Linked DNA regions of Anas platyrhynchos: region 1 is linked to region 2. Evidence: chromatin contacts called from public Hi-C data. All regions are on one chromosome and are shown on one strand. Each heading gives the region's core, a stretch centred on a gene start, on an enhancer-like site or on the middle of the called end of the contact. The rest is flanking DNA. Distances are from core to core; before and after follow the strand shown. Region 1 holds the start of MAN1A1 (mannosidase alpha class 1A member 1). Region 2 has its middle 62 kb from the start of MAN1A1.

Region 1 (5,925 bases), core at 2,240-4,739, 61 kb after region 2:
CAGGGCTGTTGAGCAATACTCCTTAAGGAAAACTCCTCTCCTCTTTGCCGTCAGAGTCCTGCACTCCTCTCTGAGTTGCAGCACAACTTCAAAAGAAAGAGTAGGTAAAGTGTACCTTCTCTAGGACACACTACAGCAAGACAGAAGAGGTGAATTTGAATCACCTGAGACTACAAAAGTGTGTTGTACACAGCTCTACAACTTCCTGAGCAAATGCTCTAACCACAGGGCTCCTAAATAAATGGTCATTATTTCCTTCTGAGCTCTGAAAGTAAAGCATAAGACAGTCCCTTAAAGCACTGAAGACCAAGCAAAGTTTTTGCAGCTGTGAGTCACACTTTCCTCACATACTGAACTCAGAACTGCAGCCAAGTGCCAAAGTCGGAGAGACAGAGAGTATTTCATACTCATGTGGTCTTCAAATGGCCAAAGCCTCTTTCCAAGCAGCACTCTGGGTGTTACGAAGCCTGCTTGTGAGCCCTGGGAACATGTCTTCGTCATGCTACTTACTCTAGAAAGAACATCTAACTTGGGTTTATGAATTGCATTCCCAAAGGTTGTTAAATGTGTCTCTGAAGATCTGGATGAAAGTATTGTGTTTCAAAAGGAAGCTGTCAAGTAATGAATAAAAGTGGTCAGCACCAGAACATCGTACTCTGAAGCCCTTGTAAGGCAGGGGCACTGGCACAAACTCGCAGTGTAAAGGGCTGAATCAGTCTCAGCTGAATGTGATGCAAGATGAACCAGCTGCTAATGGCCCCCTTATCTGTCCCACGTATCTGTTAGAACATGCAGGCTAATTCTCTGTCACTAGGCAAGATGTAAGGCTACAACCAGGGTGAAATAAGTGCAGCTGGTTAATATATGTATATATATAGGAAAAGAAACAGTTGACACATTTTTCTCCATGTCTTTCAGTTAATATGCACCAAATTTGCCCATTCAGAACATTTATTATAGAAAAGTGCCTTGTCCCTTGCTTACGCAAACCTCTTTCTCACTGCCTCTCATGTATCAGTTCTACCTTTCTATTCGTGCCTGATTTGTGCATGATAGCTGGGAAATGATTCCTAATCCTGCAGCTGAACCTAGAGCAGAGGCATTTTACTCTGCAGACCAGCATTTTGTTGGCATAACCACTGGATAGGACCCAACCTTACTCAGCATAGCAAAACAACTGCCTGAAGACTTGTTTTTTTTTTTTTCTCCCCATTCAGCTGATGTCATCCAGGAAGTAATGCAGCTCATTTAGGAGAAAAAAATAAAAAAGGAGGGGGTGAGAAGTGTCAGCCAGCTGAGCTTGGAGTTCCCTCTAGGTGGATGTGCTGACAGAGCTATGTTGCAAGGAGCTCCTCCACTGCAAGTCCTGGTGCAAGCGGGCAGGCTTTCCACTGCCATCCTCAGGAGATTATTGCAAACACTAGGATTCATTTGTTCATGCTTCACTTGGATTATTTGACACTATTTAATGTGGTGACCTATCAATGGTGCTTAACTTTACAGCTGCATTTTCTGTCAGATAGAGCCAGACAAAACTGAGCATGTACAAGTCTTGATTCTTCTACTCATATTTGATTTTTTTTCCTCAAATACTCCCTGTATGTTCATATTCTTTGCAATATCTTATATGGTTCTGTCTTGGGCCTAAAGTAAATTATTGACTTAAGAAAAGGGACTTGTATGGCACTGTTGGGCTGAGGCTTTTTTTTTTTTTTCTCGTAGCCTCCATTGCCCTCATCTTGTGAACAGCTTTGTGTGCCAGTAGCTTTCCATGCATGACCGGTCCCACTGAATGGCTCCCACATGACTCTGCTCGTAACTGTTTGTAACATCAGGTGTTCACAACAGGAAAGCACTGCACACAGAATTTCGGCTTCTGTTCTGAGGAGGAGGTTATTGTTGTCCTTGGAAAGATCATCTCATCGCAGAGGCTGGAGCAGTTAACGGGTTCTGCCTTTGCATTGAAAATGCTTGTTGCTTCCCACGCACTCAGGAAAACAGGAGGATGTCCCAAAGAGAACAATGAGGGTGGCGATGAACCTCCTGGCATTCATTTACACTTAACCCCTGGCATTTACCTCAGGCACCAAAAATGCAGCAGGCTGGTGAGTTCAGAGGGTTTCCCTGTAGGCAGCTGAGACACAGGAGCAGAACCTGGGTGATGGGATTTTCAACTCCTGTATCAGCTCCTGCATTGCTGTGGCAACATGGCAACCTAAGGAATTACTTCAGAGGGCTGAAGAAAGGCACTTATTCCAGCCAGCAGTAAATTCAGCCCCCAAATATTATCATATAAGTAGTGATGAGTTTTGCGGGCAATCTGTGAAAAATATTGTACGCCCACATAGGCAGCGATTGAAACAGAATATGCTCGCTGGAGCTGAGTGGTATTTCACCATTTAGGAAGCTTTTTCATTAGTCAACTGCCTTTCAGTAGCTAAACTCCACGTTTGCCACCTGAAATGTTCCTTTAAAGCAACACAGCAACAAAAAAAAAAGGCACAGATTCTTATCCCCTTTTCCAAGCAGGCTGAACTCTTCCATCCGAAGCAGTTTGATCTTGGCACAGCTCTCCAGGCAGCGTTACACATTTCTGGGAAAGGCATGTCAAAATCACAGCGCTCGTCGGGCGGTTTGAGCAAGAGCTTCATATCTAGCTGTGGGGAAACGCAACCCAGGAGAAAAAAAAAAAAAAGAAAAAAAAAAAAAAAAGATTTAGAGGAAAATCAGAGCAAAAACTAAAGGAAAAAAAAACTAAAGGAAATGATTGATTTTGGTGTATGCAAATTGTGGGCTGCTGATCCTCCAGTTTCAGCTGTAATCCTGAAGTTTAGCAGAAGCGTTTGCTGGTAGACTGGAGGGAGTTTTGCAGGACTCGGTCCAACGTTTGCATGTAACTGGCTCTGCTAAGCCTGTTTCCAATTAATCTATCTCAGGCTCTAACTTCTAAAGAGCGGGGTTTTGGGACGCAGCCCGCCTTTATTCCCGTTAAGCCAGCGCTGAACCTCCCCTTAAACTCAGCTGGGAGCGCAGCGAGGCCCGCGCCCAGCCCTCTTCCAGCCGTGCCTTGCAGCCCGTGCGATGCCCTCTCCCTGCCCTGGGTCAAAGCCCAGCCTTGCCCCTGCCGCTGCGCGTTATTCGCCCTTTTCCCAAATCCCCTCAGGGCGCAGCACACCTCCGCCCCCGTGCCCTGCCTGTCCGGAGGCAGCACCACCGCACCTCCGCGGCTGCACCGCCCGGGCAGGGCCCCAAATCACCCCGCGCTGCCAAACGCTGCCCCCCTCCCGGCCACCCCCGAGCGCGCCCCCGCGCGTCCCCCGGGCGCGCCCCCGCGCCCCACCGCCAGCCGCGGGGCGGTGGCCGCGCAGCCCCGCCCCCCACCGCCCCGCCCCGCCCCTCCGCGCCCCGCCCCCGCCGCCATTGGCCGGGCGACGGCCCCGCCCCGCCTGGCCCCGCCCCCCGCCGCCCGGCAGTCGGGCGCGGGCGGAGCGGGGAGCGGCACCCGCGGCGGCGCCGTCCCGGCAGCATGGGCCGGGGCTGACGGACGGCGCCCGCCCCGCAGACGCCGAGCGCCGCCGGCGGGCCCGGGGAGGGAGCGAGAGGCAGAGGCTGGGGCTGGGGCAGGGGCAGAGCGGGGCGGGAAGTTCGCGCCGCGGCCGCCCGGGGAAACTTTCCGCCGGCGGAGCGGAGAGGAGCGGAGCGGAGAGGAGCGGAGCGGGGCGCGCTGAGGCGGCGCGGGGGCCATGCCCGCCGCCAGCCTGCTGCCGCTGTTCGGTAGCGCGGCGGGGCCGGGGGCGCTGGGCGGCCCCGCGGGAGGCGGCGGCGGCGGCGGCGGAGCGGGCGGCGGGGTCCGGAAGGCGGCGGGCCCCGGCGCGTTCCGGCTGACGGAGAAGTTCGTGCTGCTGCTGGTGTTCAGCGCCTTCATCACCCTCTGCTTCGGGGCCATCTTCTTCCTGCCCGACTCCTCCAAGCTGCTCAGCGGCGTCTTCTTCCACTCGGCCGCCCTGCAGCCGCCGCCGCCGCCGCCCGGCGGGCAGCCCCGAGCCCCGCCGCAGCCCGGGGGGGGCCCGGCGGCGGCGGCGGCGGCGGCGGGCGGCAGGGGCAGCCTGGCGCGGATCCGCGCCGACCACGAGCGGGCTCTGCGGGAGGCCAAGGAGACGCTGCAGAAGCTGCCCGAGGAGATCCGCGGGGACATCCGCCGGGACAAGGAGAAAGTCGCGCAGGACGCCCGCGGCAGGAAGGAGCCGGCCGCCTCCGGGCTGCCCCAGCGCCCTTTCCGCCCGCCCGTGGGCGCCGCGGGGCAGGAGCCCGCCGACCCCGCCGTGCGCCAGCGGAGGGCCAAGATCAAAGAGGTGGGTGGCAGCCGCCGCTCCCGGGGACCGGCCCGGGGCGGCCCCGAGCACGGCAACAGGTCGCCGGCGGCGGGGGGGAGCGCGGGGAGCGCCCCCGCCTCGCCCCGCTGCGGGATGCCCCGGCCGGAGCTGCGTGCCGGCTCCGCATCCTCCTCCTCCCTTCCTCCTTCTGCTTCTCCTCCTCCTCGCAGCCGCCGGGGCCCCCCGGCAGGAGCTGGCAGCTCCCGGCCCCGCGACGCCTTCGCACGGCTCCGCGGGGCTCGCCGGGCTTTGCCCGTGCCTCCCGGGGCAGTGGCGGGGCTCTCCCGGCCGTGCCTGCCGTGAGCAGGGCTCGCTGGGGTCCCCCGCGGCACAAGGAGGCTCGTTTCTTTCTTTCTTTCTTAATTCTTAGTGCCGTTCAACTTCCTGCCGTTGCCGGCAGCCCGTATTTATCGAGTTGACAATTGCTGCTGCCCGCGGGGATCAGTTCGTAAATTACTAAGTAGCGTGTGTTGCCCCTTCTGCGGGGATGGGAACGAGCCTCCCAAGCACGGAGCGTTTCCGTGAAACATCGTTAGCCCTGTTTAGGCTGATTTATTTTTATTGCATGTTTGCACAGAGCGGGCTGAAAAATCGGCATTGGCATCACGCGGAGCACCAAATAATAAGCTCTCACAAATCTCAAATTGTGTGCCGTGCTCTGAAGTCCTAGCATCAGTTTAACTGTTTCAGCAAACTGTGCACCAGTCATAAGCGGTAGATGCCGACGCAAAGGTGTTCAGAAGAGGGAAGCTCTCACGAATGCACAGTACAGATCACATCTTGAAGTGTGCAGAGACGGTGTTCTCGCTGCTTGCAGCCTCTCAGCCTCCCTGAGGCATACAGAACAATTAGAAATACCAACAAACTATGTTTCTGGTTATCTTGAATTGCCATGTACGAGTATTTGAGAGTCGCATAATGAGGCTTCAGACCTGATGTATGACAGTCTGTAGTACAGAGGAGTGCAACAAGTAAATAAGCAGGAGGAGGAAGATAAAACTTGAGTATACTTCTTATTTTGCTGGTCTAGCAGCATGCCAACTAGCCCAGTGATCTTCTATTCTATTTGTATGCAAGTGTGTAAGTGTGCACAACTTGCACCCTTGTGCATGTTAGATGTAAGTGTGCATGCATACATATGTGCCCCAGGACCTCTTCCTTTTCTTCCTCCCTTTCCATCCTATCGCTCTTCTTTCTCCTCCGCTTCTACCCGGGAACCACCGACAGTACAATAACCCCCCGGACCAGATGTTTGGCAATTGTAAGCGTAGGAAATGATGACAGAGAGACCGCATTTAGTTTCCAGATCTTTATTTTTCCTTTTTATCTGAGTATCATTCCTCAACATTGTGTGTTGTTTCTGGGAGTTTTCTTTCCTCCCAATGCAGTGTGTGAACTTATCACGTTGTTTACTCAATTGCTTTTGCATTTCTGCAGTACTTTGACCTATCTGATTTTTCTTTCTTTGAAGAATACTTTTTTTTTTTTTTTCCTGGCATTAGAACAGCGTTTCCTTTTTTCTGTTAACTTGTTTCATATGTTGGACTTAAGG
Region 2 (5,085 bases), core at 2,470-4,969:
GATGAAAGGAAGAACAAATTGCTTTCTCTTTTCACCCAGTGGCATGACCTAGGAGAGACTGTCAGCATCTGGCTTCACATCATAAGGTTAGTGAAGTCCAGAGCCACCTGCCCTGGCAAAGTATGGCTTACCAAATGCTTTGAGAAGCTTTTTGAAAACTATACCTATATCTCGCACAAGACTGAAACCAATGTTTTGTGCCTCACTTTGGACACTTTCCTAAATATCTAAACCCACTCCGTAGACACCCAAAAGCTTCAGCATTGGGAGACAGCTCAATCAGAGATGAAGAACTAATGTTTTGAGAAGTTAATCACTAGCCATACAGTTTTCAGAGCTGTCAGTCTCACAACATCAGACACCTGAGCTGTGCAGAGGCGTTACTTGGGCATCAGAGCCTACCGCAAAAAGAGGGCGCCCCTTTTGTACAGTTCATTATGGCGTTAGTGTCACCAGGCAGCCAGCACATAGGTAAACTGAGCAAGACAATATCTAGAAATAGTGGGAGGACAAAATATGAAGGGACAGGGAGCCTTTCAAAGAAGCCCAGGAGGGTCCATCAGGCAATGGCACCTATGGCAGACACCCTCAGCTGGTGCTGCTCTGATGCTCTGAGGGAAGCTCAACTAGCTTCACTCACTGTGAAGCATGAGACTAGATTAGACAAAATATTAACGTGATTATTTCAAAGACCCTTTCTGTATTTCTTTTCCCTATTGTTAGATCACATTGGCTTTGTACGAAAGAGGATGTGGGTCAAAAATCACAAGTTTCCAGAAGTGAGGAAAGTGACTGAAGCCTGGTTGGGGAGGAAGGGTGTGAGGAACTAACCAAGGTACAGCATTAACCTCACATGCTTTCCCTAGAGAAGAAAGCAAATTCTGGTTTGGATTGGATTTTTACCTTAACGTAACTTGAGTGCATTATTCCCTGCAGGCTAAAAACAACACAAGCAAACACCTTTTCAGCTGTCAGACAAGCCCATAAAAGGACAAAAGAGGTATAACTAACACTGAAATCACAACCATGTCTAAGAGATCATTCACAGCAATGAGAACAGTGGTAAATCAGTCATCTCTTGGTACACATAAATATATGACAGGCAGTGAGAGCCACATATGCCAAATTCTAGAGACTTGGTGCCCACTGTAACCACTGTCTTTTTTATATTTAAATGTGAATGTAACATTTAATACAAGATTGCTTCACAACACCTGTTAGATATAAAAAATAAAAATAAATAAAAATAAAAAATACCCTTAGCTCATTGCATACTTTCATCAATACGCAGCTCAACGTGGGGCAGTCATGGCTTGCTACTGCATAATTAATAGTTAAGAACTTGCACTGGGAGACTGCAAATACCATAATACAGACTGAACAAATTAGGCATGACACTTAGAGAGAATGGCTTTTTCTCATAAAAGAAGTGTTAAGAGCTTTGACTATTCCAGCCCCATCCTCTGTCATCATAGCACAGTTGAAAACTGAAGCTTTGAGCTCTGCAGTGGTAATGGTGGTGCTCAGTACAAGGCTGCCTTGATACCAAAGTGGATGACTGGCTAACCTGCAGTACAGACCTCTCTCTTCTCACTATATCCTTGCATATTAGATTAAAATGATCATTTCCCTGATGATATCCTGCTTACCTGGCCAGCTGAGGACGGATTTATCTATTATTATCTTTGCTATTCATAATTAGGCATTACAAAGAAGAAAGAAAATGTAGCACACCAGAGAAAGGGAGAATGTGTGCAGTCCAAATTTGAAAAATTGTATATACATTCCTATTAATCTCATTATTTAAACCAATATATTTACTTCCCCCACAAACAAAGGTGAATTAAAATACCACTAAACTTGCTTGAGCAGGTCTAACATCCCATATGTTCTACCTTCTTGTACATAACAGAGAACTGAAAAAGATTATGAAGATGAGAAAGAGATAACTATCTGTTGTCAAGCTATGTGATTACATAATTAGAATGCAAGTGCATCCCAGCGTTTCAAACTAACATGTGAAATCAGATTTTTGTATTGTGACTAGTTTGGGATCCATTGTCTCTCTTTTGGAGGGTGTGGAGCACAAACAGTTATGGAGGATAACAGGAGGTTAAATAAGTTTAAAATTTAAAAAAAAAGTTAATATTAAAGAAAAAAAAGTTACCAGAAAAATTCTTCTGACAATGGAAAATCCTCCAAAGGGGAGGGATAGAAGCCCTATTACTTAAACCAGTTAATCTGTTTACAGAGTTATAATCTTGCATTGGCAGAACAATGGGCTACATGACACGAAGATTTTCTGTTTGCTATGGGCCATTTTTTCTACTCCAAACTCTAGTACATATGTCCTGAAATTTCACATTGACTCTGTTGCAACTGAGAATAAGAAGGCCCTGTAATGTAATCAGATGAGATTTCCCCAGACAGGAGTCACACCTTGGGCTTCCTAGGGCACCTTGGTCACCTCTAGGCAGAATGAGCTACGCTGAAGCATCAACCCCCTGGCATATCCTTCACCAACTTCAAGTAGTAGGGACAAATCCCTCCAGCGCCTCCAGGCCCTGTACTCCCCACAGACCAGTGAGACTGATGTAACTCTCCAAATATCCACACGCCGTTACATAAAATAGTCCCAATTTGAAGTTAAATATCACAGATGAATTTCAGTTGGCCATCCCCACTTCAGCAGCATACATACTACAAATTTCTACTTGGCCCTGTGATTCCTTCAAGGTTCAAATACAGATATCACTTCCAGTAACTCACCAATATCTCTTTATGAGAAAGAAATAATCTTCATCTCTAGATTAACATAAGAGGGTATTGGGCATTAAGAAGAGTTCTTTTGTGATATCATTCAGAAAAAATGTTATATTCATTTTGGAGGTAAATTTCCTATTAAAACACCAAATAGCTGGCACAAAATTGAACAAAATTGAATTTTTATTCATTGGCCTTCCATTCTTCTAATGGGACAAATCACCCTGAAATGTATAGAAAGAACCAAATAATAATGGCACTATGATTAAAGAAAAATAGTTCACATTCCAAATACTACCAACCACACCAGAAAGCGTAACATGGGACACATGGGCTGTTCCTGATTTTTCTATTGAAAAGGATCGTGAGATCTTTAGCATCTACCTAGTTCCAAGTTATAAATGAACAAATAGAATGATTCATCTTTTTTGTCATTTGAAGGAAATGTTTCCTAACGAATCACAAAGCCAAAGACAAAAAACCTGAAGGCTATATCTATGCTAGCAAAGGAAACATGCCAGGACCTGTTTTCTGTCTCTGAGACCAGCTGGCACAACATGGCCATGTCCCTACTGAGTTCCCTTAGCTTCCAAAACAAGGTCATCCAAACTGCCACAGCGAGTATGGTTCCTGGCTTGTGCTAAGCCTCTCATTGTGCCTGGACACTGTTTCAGAAAATACTAGCTATTCTGGATGAAAAGAGTGCCAAAGACTATTCCAGCAAACGCCTGGAAATGTTTTGCCATTGCTTAATTCTGCAGCATAGGTGCTGCCTAAATCTCAGTTATCAGAGCTAGATTTTAAATCTGAAGAAGAAGCAGCAAGGCAGGGAGGTAGATCTGGGACCATTATATAGAGGAGTATCTTTAGAGTGAGTGTCTGACTCATTATGCAAAAGAGAAACATTGTGAAAGTCACAGCAGGATTAAAAATCCTGACATTTGAGAGCTGTTCAGATCAAGGTTATCTGGGTCTGAGGCTGTACTGAAGTACATTTCTAACTGAAACACTCTGCTGGCATCAGTCTTGGCTAATGAGTATAAGGTACTCTCCCTGTAATCACAACTGTAAATATTAATGCTAAAACATTATTTTTACAGTGTTGTTTTGGTACAATGAACTGATACAGAATTTATTGTACCTTAAGAACTGCCTCTGAAAATCTTAAAAGAAGCATGAAACTGATCTTATACAGCCTATTGCTTATGGATGATTACACGATTGAGTCCTTGTATCCTGGTTTGCAAGATTACAGGGGTAGACTAAACATATAACACATAGAACCAATACAGAGTTATTGCAAACTGTCTCTGATTAGGTAGTCCAGTCTACATCCAAACATTTAATCAAATGCTGAACAAATGATCAAAGGGAATTAGAGATGTGTAGCTCTGAAAGGAAAACCGGATTTCTCTCCTCTTTGCATCCTGTGATCCCCCAGTCATTTTATATCAGTAGGAATTGCAGAAGACTCTTGGCAGCAACAAGAGCTGATTCTGCCTGTGTTCCCAATCTTCAAAAAGAAAGCTCAAAGTTCAAATTCTATAAACTCCTTAGAAATCTATATATTCAACATGTTCTTAAAGTTAAACCTACTCAACAGGCAAAGTACTTTTCTCAGCTACTCAAGAGAAAAGCAACTCACAAAAGGTAAGTAACCGGGAGTGAGTTGAACAGTGAAGCATAACAGCTGCTAAACAAAGTCCTAGTCAGGATGCCGGATATGCTTTTGCCTCTCCCAAGCCCTGTGACTCCCTTTAGTTCCAGAGATGCAGCTACAGCTCATATTGCTCCTGCAGCTGTTGCAATCATGGGCATCATCCCTGCAGCATCTGTGTGATGCATCCCAAGCCAGCACTGTGTGAGGTAAAAGTAGTGTCTGTGTGATAAAAAGCCCAGAGGCAGAACACTATCAGAACAGACTAAGCTCTCAAGAGCACAGTGGCTGGAAAGCTTGAGAGAAGTCTGACAAAAGTTCTTCTCAATCGCTGTGATGTCTGAATTAGGGGCACATTGCCTTGCTTGTTTCTTCCTCTGTGACTATTTGCACTGCAAATCCAAGATCTGAAATTTAAATGGCTACTTGACATGTCTATTAATCAATTGCACCTCAATGGGCTTCCTTCAACTTTGGGTGTTTACCAAAGCTCTGACCCTTGAACTTTATTTCCTTACTAATCTTATCTTTTACAGAACTCTAGGAGGCTGACATGTGGATCAGTGTCACCAGACTGACTGCACAAGGTAAACCTAATAATCCAGTCTGTTTTTACATATTTACATAGAGGGTAGAAGCAAATGCAGGAGACTAATCTGTTTGAT

What was found. A called contact is a pair of places that touch in the nucleus more often than the background predicts.
Region 1: a contact with region 2 is called in a Hi-C map of small yellow follicle, with 2.8 times the contacts expected there. The contact joins the promoter of MAN1A1 here to the enhancer-like site in region 2. A contact is called at or near these places in 3 of 8 Hi-C or Micro-C datasets (liver, skeletal muscle and small yellow follicle).

Annotation. Positions count from the first base shown.
Region 1 is chr3:68,522,549-68,528,473 of IASCAAS_PekinDuck_T2T, forward strand. MAN1A1 (mannosidase alpha class 1A member 1) reads left to right here and starts at 3,490. Exons shown (of 12, transcript XM_038176451.2): 1 at 3,490-4,352. The coding sequence starts at 3,744.
Region 2 is chr3:68,461,667-68,466,751 of IASCAAS_PekinDuck_T2T, forward strand. No RefSeq gene overlaps it. Among named protein-coding and RNA genes, the nearest start is that of MAN1A1, 62 kb to the right of the region's middle. Within about 2 kb of position 3,720, at least 3 of the 8 cell types and tissues checked have an H3K27ac peak or open chromatin away from gene starts, as enhancers often do. A contact at or near this core is called in small yellow follicle, where this site is marked.